Regions from separate parts of the Sus scrofa genome. Here region 1 is linked to region 2. Evidence: chromatin contacts called from public HiChIP or PLAC-seq data. All regions are on one chromosome and are shown on one strand. Each heading gives the region's core, a stretch centred on a gene start, on an enhancer-like site or on the middle of the called end of the contact. The rest is flanking DNA. Distances are from core to core; before and after follow the strand shown.

Region 1 (4,955 bases), core at 963-3,462, 57 kb after region 2:
TAGACCGTCCTCTCTTAGCCAGAGTACACAACCATCCCCGACCCCAGAACCACGTGGATCCCAGAGCCCTGTTAGCCTCCCCCCGCCGCCTAGCCCAGCCTCACCCACGTAGACCCGGCCATGCTCCACAGAGGCCGGGATGGCCCGTAAGAGCCGACCCCCCAGGCGCAGGCCCTGGTGGTAGAAGTCCTTCATGATCTGGTGGCCTTCACCATAGATGCCAGTGGGACGCAGGGCACACGTCACTAGGGGCAGCCCCCCGCGGACCTGGGGGCAAAAGGCAGGCACTGCTAAGACCTAGGACACCCCGCCCCTAGGGCCTGCCCTCTGCCCTGGCCTCCAAAAGCTGGAGATGGAGGGGAGGTGCCCAGGGCAGGATGCAAAGGCGCCTGCAGGCCCTGGCTCTGCCTCTGCCCGGCAGCTCTTTCCACCCCCGCTCTGGCTCCCACATCTCATCCGCTGTCTTACCTTCCTTCCGTTGGCTTCGAGGACCAGCCGCTCAGCCAGGGCCTTGCTGCGAGGATACGGATGTCTGTGTGCTGCCTCGTATGGGGTATTCTCATTGCCCCTAGTGGGGGGAGAGGGAAAATTCTTAATGCTGGGGAGAGAGGGGGGCCTTGAAGGACTGAGGGGAACCTCAGCTCACCTGTAGAAGGGCTGGCCCTTGATGTTGGGCCCCACAACTTCCATGCTGCTTGTGTAGACCAGGAAGCGTGTTCCATTCTGCACACAAGCCTCGATCACATTCTGTGTGCCTGGGGTAGGGGGGGACGTCTAAACCAAAGCTTCCTCCCCCTCTGCATCTTTCCGCTCCCCATCCCAAAGCTGGAGGAGGACCCGAGTCTTCCAGCTCCAGGCCCAGGGCGAACCACGGCAGGTCAGTGAGGGCCAGCCCGCCATGATGGGCAGGAGTGTCCACAGGACAGATTGTCACAGGAGAATTACAGAGGTCAAGGTCAAAGAGGGGGCAGGGAACAAACAGCCAAGTTCAGGCCATGCGCCAGGGAGGATTGCGTGTGTGATCAGAGTAGGTGGAGAGCCGCTCACCCTGCACGTTGACCTCATGGATGGTCTCCGGACTGGCTCTCCCGAACACATCCACCAGCCCAGCTGTGTGGATGACCACGTGGGCTCCGGCCACAGCCGCTGCCACCTCATGGGCCTGGGTCACGTCCCCCTGGATGGCAGTCACCTGCACGGGCCCTGGGGATGGGTAGGAGCAGCCAGAGGCAATGTCAGAGCTGAGGCCACAGGCCAGCTGCTGGGTTTGGCCCACACCCTTGGAAGCCACATATTCCCAATGTGACTCATTCATCCCATCCGTCCACACTGGAAAACATAGGAGACATCATCTTTTCCACCCCAAGGAAGGAAGTCCACATCCTCTCCCCCCGTCCCCACTCTGTCCCCACCACAGTCACCTGTCTCCAGTTCCTCCAGCCAGGGGCCCAGGTGTAGGTCGAAGACGCGCAGCTCACAGAGCCGGGGTTCCTGCTGCAGCAGCATGCGGACCACATGTTCCCCCAGGAAGCCACAGCCACCTGTGACCAGGTACACCAGCTTCTGGGCCTGAGCAGAATCTGCCATGCCCTGCTGGGGAAAGACACCCTGGCTCACCTGGGTTGCCTGCTGCCACCTGCCCCGGCACCTACAGCCCACCTGTTACTCCTAGAAGAGGCCTCTGGCTTAGTGGACAGCAACAGTGACCCGGGGCCCAGAGCCGTTTCCAGAGGCTGCAGCCGTGGGAGCCGCAGCCAGGTTACCTGTCCCAACCCTGCCAGCCGCACTTACCAAGATGAGGGGAAGGCTTGGCGTGCAGGGAGGGCTCAGGGTTTGAGGCGGAGGAGGAGGTCCCGAGACAGAAAAGGAAAGGCAGTTGGCAGGGAGCCGGGACGGCAGGGAGAGGAAGGTGGGAAGGGCCGGGATGGGGGGAAGGGACCCCAGGCCCTGGCATCACTGCTGCCTACCTGCTGCCAAGGTCCCAGGACACCCAAACTGGCCACCGGGAGGCCGTCTTCGTCCCCCAGGCCAGCGGGCCCGTGACACAGTCCCCTTCCGCTTGCTCCTCCTCCCTCCTGGCCCATTCCAGGAACAGAGACCAGCCCAGCCTCCACCTCTCCGCCCACCTTACTCTTGCCACAGGGCACCCTCTGGTGGCCACTCCACGCTGCACTGGCATCTGCTTCCAGCAGAGAACTTGAGGAAAGGGAATGGGGAAGCTGGAACCTGCTGGGTGGGCGAGGTAAAGGGAGCAGGCAGGGTGACCTCGCTCCCAGGGCATGATGTCAGTCTTTCCCTCCTGCTGGATTTCCCAGGAGGCCAGAAGCCCAGCAGCAGCTGTGGTTCTGGGAAGGGAAGGGAGGCCTGACCTTGGCCCTGCCCTGGCCGGCCTTGGCGGGGGATTTCTGGATGGCTGTTCCAGCCTAGCAGGTGGCCCAGAGTGATGGTGGCTGAGTCTGCAGGTCCTGGCTCTTGCCCGAAAGGCCCTCTCCCCACCCCAAGCTTCAGGCCACCTGTTTCCCCCTCTCTTCACTTGCCCCACCCTCTGTCCTCAGCCCCCATCCCACCCTACTCTTTCCCAAAGATACTGACCAAGCACTTTTGTACAATAAAGTTTAATCACAATTATAAAAATGTGGCGTTGGGTTTGCGCTATTAACATATGTACAGTCCAGCCCAACAGGAAGGGCCCGCCCCCCACCATCCCGGCCTGGCAAAGCCGGAGCTTCCAGACACCAGGCTGGGAGGGTGACCCACAGGGTCTGGCAGGAACAGAAGATGAGGCAGGGTTCCAGGCACGGAGTCCCCAGGACTGGGGGCGCAGGGCCCCCCCCCAGGGGGAGAACATGGCCACTGCCCCTAGAGACCCCTAAACTGGGGAGGGGTGCACGCAGGGCACAAAGGGGAAGCCCCATGAACACAAAGCAAGGGGGCTGTGCAGCCCCCAAGAACAGGATCTGTACAGGCCGGCACCCCAGGTTTCCACAGGAAACAGCTGCTGGCAGCTACAAAACATTTACAGCTTCTTCTCCGCAAAGAAAAAAAATTCAGGGGATGGGTGGGCAGGGGCAAGAGGGGAAGCAGAAGTCGCCTCAAGGGACTGAGGCTCCCTCCTGGGCTCGGGGGGCCCCCAACCCCACATTCGGAGATGGGGCACGTGGGCCCTGCTGAGCCCACTAAGGCTGGGTGGGCTGGGAGCTCAGGGCACCAAGGGGAATAAATAGGGGTGAGGGCACCAGTCCTGCCCCACCTCAGTTGAGGGAGCCGCGGCAGCTCTCGGTGCCGCACAGACACGGGATCTTGTTGTCCTCCAGCGGGAACTTGTAGTCGTAGGTGATCTCCTCGTCCACACCGATGGGCTGCTTGGAGTAGATCACGATCTTCTTCTGCGACTCGATGGTGATCACCTTGGCATAGCAGTTGGGCTGCAGGACAAGGATGGGGTGAGCTGCGGCTGTGCCCCTGGCCCCCGCCCCACCCCGGCCCGGCCCGGCCCCCCGCGCACCGTGCAGCAGTGGTTGATGAACCTCGCCAGGTTGCCACACTTCGTGGCATCGATGATGGTGTCATGATCCACCCGGAACAGGTAGCTGCTGCCAATGCCCTCCTGCACGTAGCGCTTCTCCCGCATGTCGGCCACCATCTAACAGCACAGAGCGTGATGGTCAGGGGGCTGGCCTGACCCCGCTGGCCCTTGTGATGAGGCGTCTGGACAGTCTCCCAGCTACCACCCTGGAGGCCACGCCGACCCGTCCGGGATCTGTGACGCTCCCTCTGGCACCCGCTACTCCAAGGCGCCGACTCTCCTGACCCTGCTCCCAGGAGCACCCCTCTTAGGGTCACCTCCCTATACCTTCGGCTGCCATTCTGATAGTCACCCAAAGAGGACCCCAGGGAAGTCCACACTGGTCACTGGGCAGGAGCAGCCACCAGCATCTCCTGGAGCGTCTGCCTGGCCCCCAGCGGAGCCCCCAGATGGCTGAGGGCTGGGGCAGTTCTTGAGACGACAGCGTCCATTTCACAGATTGGACCCTACTCATCCCTTCTCCAAAACAGGTGCTCACGGCTGCTGCCGTCCACGTCAGGGCTCACGGTCTGTGAGGAATAACTCATTTCCCAGAAAACAGGGCGATAATGCCGCTGCTCTCTCCCCTTGGGTGCACTCGCTGTCTCCCAGGGCTTCGGCTGCCAGGCAAGTGGAGAGGGCTCCTCCCAAACTTCCACCTCCAGCCCAAATCCACCTCAGTGCAGCTGCCACTCCACTGAGCAGCCCCTGGATGTCCCCCGGGCACCGCAACTTCCCACGCCCTGTCCTGATTGGAGCTTGTCGTGACCACACCCCGCCTCCACCCCCTCACCGGCAGCCCCACCTACTCAGCCGGCCGCTAAAGGCAGCACCCTGAGAAACCGTCTCACCTCGGCCCCTGCCCTCCTGCTCTGGAGCCACCTCGTTGCCTGGTCCTGCAGCTACCTTGGCCTCACTGCCTAGTGGAGGCCATCCCCGCCTTTAGGGGCTCTGCGACAGCCCCCTCGCCCCCACCCTGGCCTCAGCCTTGAGTGCTCTCTTGGCTCTGTAGTCAGAGGGAGCTGACTCCACCTCCCAGGTCCTCTCCTGCCTAAGGCCTTGCGGTGCCTCTTCTCCTTTCCCACCACTGGTCCTAACTTACTAACCTGGCGCTCAAGCACTGTGCTGTCTGGCCTCCCACCTGCCCCTCCGGCTCCCGCCGCTGCCACTGGCCCTGATTTTTCCAAGTAGCCATACTGACGTCCTTGCCCTTCTAAGACCATCCTGCGTCCAGGCCTTTGCACACTCCGTCTCCCGGTTGGGAGCACCCTTCAGCTCCTCATGCAAACATCACTGTGCTCCCACCTCTGCCTCCCTGAACGTCCCAGCCCTTTTCACAGCAGCCACACGACACCCTTTACTGCAGTTACCTGTTGAACACCTATCTTGC
Region 2 (5,037 bases), core at 1,924-4,423:
GCGGTGGTTGGCGAGGCTCCCGGCATGCTTGTAGGTCTTGCCACACTGGCTGCACTTGTACCGCCGCTCCTCCTCGGCAGGAGGGGACTGGGTGGGCTCCTGGCCCCCTGTGAAATTCACTACCGATTCAGCCAAATACTGTTCCAAATTGCTAAGGAGACTGCTGGCTGGGGTGGGGAGCGGTGGGTCTCTGGCAGAGTGGGTGGTGGGCCCCCAGCCCTCTGCGCCCTCCTCAGGATCTGGCCGGCTTTCCCAGCCTTCTCTGGGTCTGGTGGGTGGATCTTCCCAAGTGCCCAGAGCTGCGCTAGGGTCTGGCCCAGACTCACAGCCAGAGGTCTCTTCAGGATGTTTTTTCTGGTTTTCCCAGCCCTCCCCAGGGCCAAGCCTCTGGCCCCAGGAGTCAGTGGATGCTGTCTCCCCCTGGAGGGGTGGAGTGGCTTCCTTGGGGTGGGGGGGTCTGCGCCTCTGGCAGCCCTCAGGAGCATGAGTCCTCACGTGGCTCTTGAGGGCCATGGGATTGGTGAAGTCCTTGCCACAGGTGGTACAGGGGAAAAGGCCAGTCTCGTGGGTCCGGCGGTGGTTGACGAGGCTCCTGGGGTGGCGATAGCCCCGCCCACACTGCTGACAGCGGTAGGGCCGAGGGACGCTGTTGGCCTCCTCACTCTCCTGGTTGGAAGACGGATGGAGCAGTTCTCGGTGCCGTGACAATTCCAGGAGGCTGGGAAAGTGGCGCTGACAGTCAGAGCAGCTGAGTGAGGTGGGCGTGTCCTCCATGGGGCCTTATGGCTGAAACCTGGAGGTTCAGGAAGAGCAGGCAGGTGATGGCAGCATCTTCCTCTGGTGGCGGGTCTAATGCCTAGGAAGAGGGGGCAGCGGTCAGAAGGCAGGCCTAGGAGTTCCCTGCGTGGCTCAGCAGTTAGTGAACCCGACTAGCATCCATGAGGACACAGGTTCGACCCCTGGCCTCGCTCAGTGGGTTAAGGATCCAGCATTGCCGTGAGCTGTGGTGTAGGTCGCAGACGAGGCTCAGATCCCGTGCTGCTGTGGCTGTGGTGTAAGCCGGTGGCTATAGCTTCAATTGGCCCCCTAGTCTGGGAACCTCCATATGCTGCGAGTGCAGCCCTAAAAGATAAAAAAAAAAAAAAAAAAAAAAAGACCAACCCCCCCGCCCCAAAACAGAAGGCAGGCCTAAATTAACTTTGCCTCTTGGTTCTATAAGCACCAAGTTCATCAGAGGGCATGGAGAAGTCCCCGAAGCCACCATGCCCAGAGACCTGCTTTCTACTGGATCTGTTATTTCAGAAGCACCATCATACAAGTTCCCCAGACATGGCTGCTTCCCTAGGCCTAACTCATTTAGTTAGATGAGGAATCTACCATCTAAATAAATGCAGTTTACCTCTGTCAAAAACCTACTATCCTGTCTGGAGATCAAATCCAAAAAGTCTTTACTGGCCCTAATCCTCTCCTCTCTCTAATTCTGAAACAAACAACCTGTCTTCCATGACATCTTAAAGGGAAGATGTACCTTCCCTAGGACCTTCAGTAAGATAAGTCCAATCCTCTCTCCTGCACCTGTCAGCTAACCAGAGTAGCTGAGAGGCCCTGGGAAAGTAGCTTCTTTCTTCACTTGGCAGCTGAGGACTTGAGAGGTGAGGGTAGAGGCCCTCTTGAGAGAAAGGGCTGAGAAAGGTGCTCCCCCATCTCCCCTGTTCCCTTCAGGGTCATGAAGTCTCCTTTATGAATTTCAAACTATCTTCCATCTCGGAAATACCATCTCATTTCTGATTCTTCACCCCCTACCTTTTTTCTTTCCCATGCCTCCTCACTTTACACTCCAGCATCCCTTCTGATTTTTTCTTCTATCTTCTCTCATAATACTGATGACAAGAGCAACCCCTGCTACCTAAGTATTACCATGTGCCAGGCACTGTGCTAAGTAAAGAACAGGTGTGGTGTCACTTAGCCTTCACAACACACTGCAATGCCTGTTACCTCAGTTTACACACTGGCCAACCCACTATTCTGGCAAGCTTCTTTCCAAAGCCCTTGCTCTCTCCATAGCAGGCCCCATGCCTCCTACATCACTTTGGCCTTCTCTGACCCTTCACTCCCACGGGACCCTAATATAACTCCTATCTCTGACTCTAAACCCCTTACTGAACCTGCTCCCCAAATCCTCACCTCACCAAGCCCCTTCGCTCAAGAGTCTCTTCTCGTCATCAACCACCAGTGAGGTCCTAACCTCACTCATCTCCTAGGCCAGTTTTCTCCTAGGACCCCTACCTCGCACCGGTGACCCCTTCTCGTTCCCGCCGCGGGTGCGTCCGTTGGGGACGGCGAACGGGAGCGCGCCTGCGCACTGGGACCCTCACCCTAACTGCAGCCGCGCGCCCCAAGGGGTGGCTGTTGGGGGGCTCTCGCGCTCCCACACACGCACACTCCACCAGGGCTCCTGGGAAGTGGGAGGGGAGGGAAAGAGGGAAAGGAGAGGGGGAGAAGGAAGGAAGTAGAGGAAAGAGGGCGCAGCTGGCACGAGCCAGCAGTCTACCCTCACCTCCTCGGACACTTCCTATTGTTATTAGGAAACAGGAAGTGTCCTGGCGGCAAAAGCTTCCCCGCGAAACTTCCGCCCTGAGAATACTTCTGTCCCGCCTCCAAGCAGCCACATTTCCGGTGCTAGGAGAGACACAGCTTACCCGACTCTGACCCCGCCCACGTAGGTCAAAAGCTGCGTTGTTCTGCACTAACCTTAGCCACACTTCCGGGAAGAGCCGCTAAAATCGTTCCGGTGCATGTTGGCTGAGCGCAGAGGAGGGGAAAAAAAGGGTTGGTTCTGCAGCCCTGGCCTCAGTATTTTGGCGACACTTTTCGGGGGGCTCCCTGAAGAACTTCCCAAGACAGATGGAGGGAGCTTCATTCACTCCTTGTTATTAAGGGAAATTTTGTGGAATGAATATAAGCGGACTTAGGTACTCCAAGTCTTGAGCATGGCCTTTCTGTCCTCCCACCTTCTAGTTCACGGTGACCTTTCCCCAGGCTAGCAATAGCCAGTGCACCCGCAAACCTACTCCGGTGTTCCCTGTCATTAGCACCCACAGAGACCCCTTGCAAAGGGTTTCTCCTCCACCTTCGGTTGGGGGTGCGCCGGTACACTTTGTGTTCCTCCCTAGGGAGGAAAGCTCCCTTCCACTTCCGCTCGTTGGCTCCGCCTCCTCCCACCCCCACCCGCTGGGTCCTAGCGCCTGCCCCTCCCTGGCTGTGTCCCGGGCTCTGTCGGTGCGAGGAGCTGCCGCTGGCGCCACGGAGCCGGCCCGAGTCTTCTCAGGTAGGAAACGCCGGCAGGAGTCCTCAAGGGCCCCCAGGCGGCCCCAGAGCGGACGCGATCCGAGCGGGCCTCAGTTTCCCTGTGGGTGCCGAGGGCGGATGGGGTTAGCCTGGCGCGAGCAGCGCGGGCGGGGCGGGAGGAGTGCGGCCCCGGGAGGGCGCGGGCGGGCTCCGGGCCCAGCGGGTCCTAGAACCCGCCGGCTGTCCCGGCGGGCCGGCTGCAGCGGACGCCTGGTCTCGGCCGGCACGGCTGCCCGCCTTGCATGGTGCGGGCCCGAGGGTCCTAGAGCCCGCCATGTTGCGGGCTTTTGTCCCAGGCGCGCGGCCGGCCTTGCACGGTTCTCTGGTGCCGGCGGCCCCCTCCCCGGTCGAGGTCTCGGCCGCCCCTCCCGCGGTCCTAGAGAACGCCATCTTGCAGGCCTTTGTCCAGAGCCTGGCCTTCGGTCCATTCATTTGTTCATTCTCTCATTCATCGTTCCTTTCTTCTTGCCACATTATCCGATGCCACGTTTTCCCAGGGCTTTTTCTGCGAAGAGTCAGCCCAGGGCCCTGCCCTGCGGGGCTCTCTGCCTGGAGGGATGCGGACACATAGATGGTTGCAGGGAGCTGGAAGCGCAGGGATTTCGCAGATCTTGGCTCTAACGCCCTTCAAACTCCCACGTGCCTCAGAGACCCCACTTTTCTGATGAGAAAACTGAGGCCCAGAGTGTAGTGGTGCCCTTACCTCTACTACCTATTAATTATTCCTGGGGGCACTGGGGAAGCAGGTATTTGAAGGATGCAACAGTTTTCCAACAGGAGAAGGCAGAGGGAACTGCGTACGGGGATGTATTTAGGTGGGGAAGTTTGAGAATTGCGGCTGGAGCTATGGTGCGGAGGGGCACAGTGCCTCTGGAGGTGAGGCTGAAAAAAGTGGGTTGGGATTAGGTTATGGGCTAACCAGATTGCATGGATGTTCAGGAGATGACTAGCTCGCCTCTCTGCATGGTTCACAGTTCCCCATCTGCTATCTCACCGGATCTCCCGTGGCCTGTGAGGCCTACCGGTGACTACTTGTTTACATGTGGGGAGACTGAGATGGAGAGAGGATAAAAAGTGGGCTCTTCACTTCATCCCTGCCTGCAGGGTTCTAGCCTAAACCCTTTGGGAATTAAATCTGCATTCCTGGCATTTAGAGCCTATTCTAGCAGCAGGATGGCATCCCCCACCTAAATCCAGTAGTAAACAAAGACAGGGCTCCCTCACCAGAGCAATGAATCGACTGTGGGGTGGGGTGGGGTGGGGGGAGAAAGAGCTGGGATCTCGTTTTTTTTGTTTGTTTGTTTGTTTTTGTTTTTTTGTCTTTTGTCTTTTTAGGTCCACACCCTCACCATATGAAGGTTCCCAGGCTAGGGGTCTAATGGAGCACTAGCTGCCTGCCTGCACTGGAACTTGTGAACTTGGAAAGGCAGAGAAATTCGGTTGATAAAACTGACGTTTTTACAGACTCCTACTGTGGGGGAGGCAGAGTCTTTAGACCTGGATTCAGATACTGTCTCAGAGGTTGATCTGTTCAGTTTGTTTTGGGGGCACCAAGCATGGTTCTATGTGGAAAGGATGCAGATTAATAAAGGTTCCTGGAGTTCCTGTCGTGGCGCAGTGGTTAACAAATCCGACTAGGAACCATGAGGTTGCGGGTTGGATCCCTGGCCTTGCTCAGTGGGTTAACAA

The links. HiChIP or PLAC-seq counts read pairs in DNA pulled down with a chosen protein or histone mark.
Region 1: a contact with region 2 is called in an H3K27ac HiChIP or PLAC-seq map of alveolar macrophages. The contact joins the promoter of HSD3B7 here to the promoter of ZNF646 in region 2. A contact is called at or near these places in 3 of 5 promoter capture datasets (fetal liver and liver), 3 of 47 Hi-C or Micro-C datasets (embryonic fibroblasts, psoas muscle and subcutaneous adipose tissue) and 2 of 2 datasets of contacts at active chromatin or transcription factors (alveolar macrophages and skeletal muscle).

What each region holds. Positions count from the first base shown.
Region 1 is chr3:17,461,169-17,466,123 of Sscrofa11.1, forward strand. It overlaps HSD3B7 (3 beta-hydroxysteroid dehydrogenase type 7), which reads right to left and starts at 2,213. Exons shown (of 7, transcript XM_005655085.3): 1 at 1,968-2,213; 2 at 1,422-1,593; 3 at 1,048-1,203; 4 at 647-755; 5 at 469-568; 6 at 105-267. The coding sequence starts at 2,084. It overlaps SETD1A (histone-lysine N-methyltransferase SETD1A), which reads right to left. Exons shown (of 21, transcript XM_021086406.1): 20 at 3,506-3,643; 21 at 2,600-3,425. The coding sequence ends at 3,252.
Region 2 is chr3:17,403,457-17,408,493 of Sscrofa11.1, forward strand. It overlaps ZNF646 (zinc finger protein 646), which reads right to left and starts at 3,174. Exons shown (of 3, transcript XM_021086398.1): 1 at 2,752-3,174; 2 at 1-856. The coding sequence starts at 774. ZNF668 (zinc finger protein 668) reads left to right here and starts at 2,807. Exons shown (of 4, transcript XM_013987708.2): 1 at 2,807-3,328.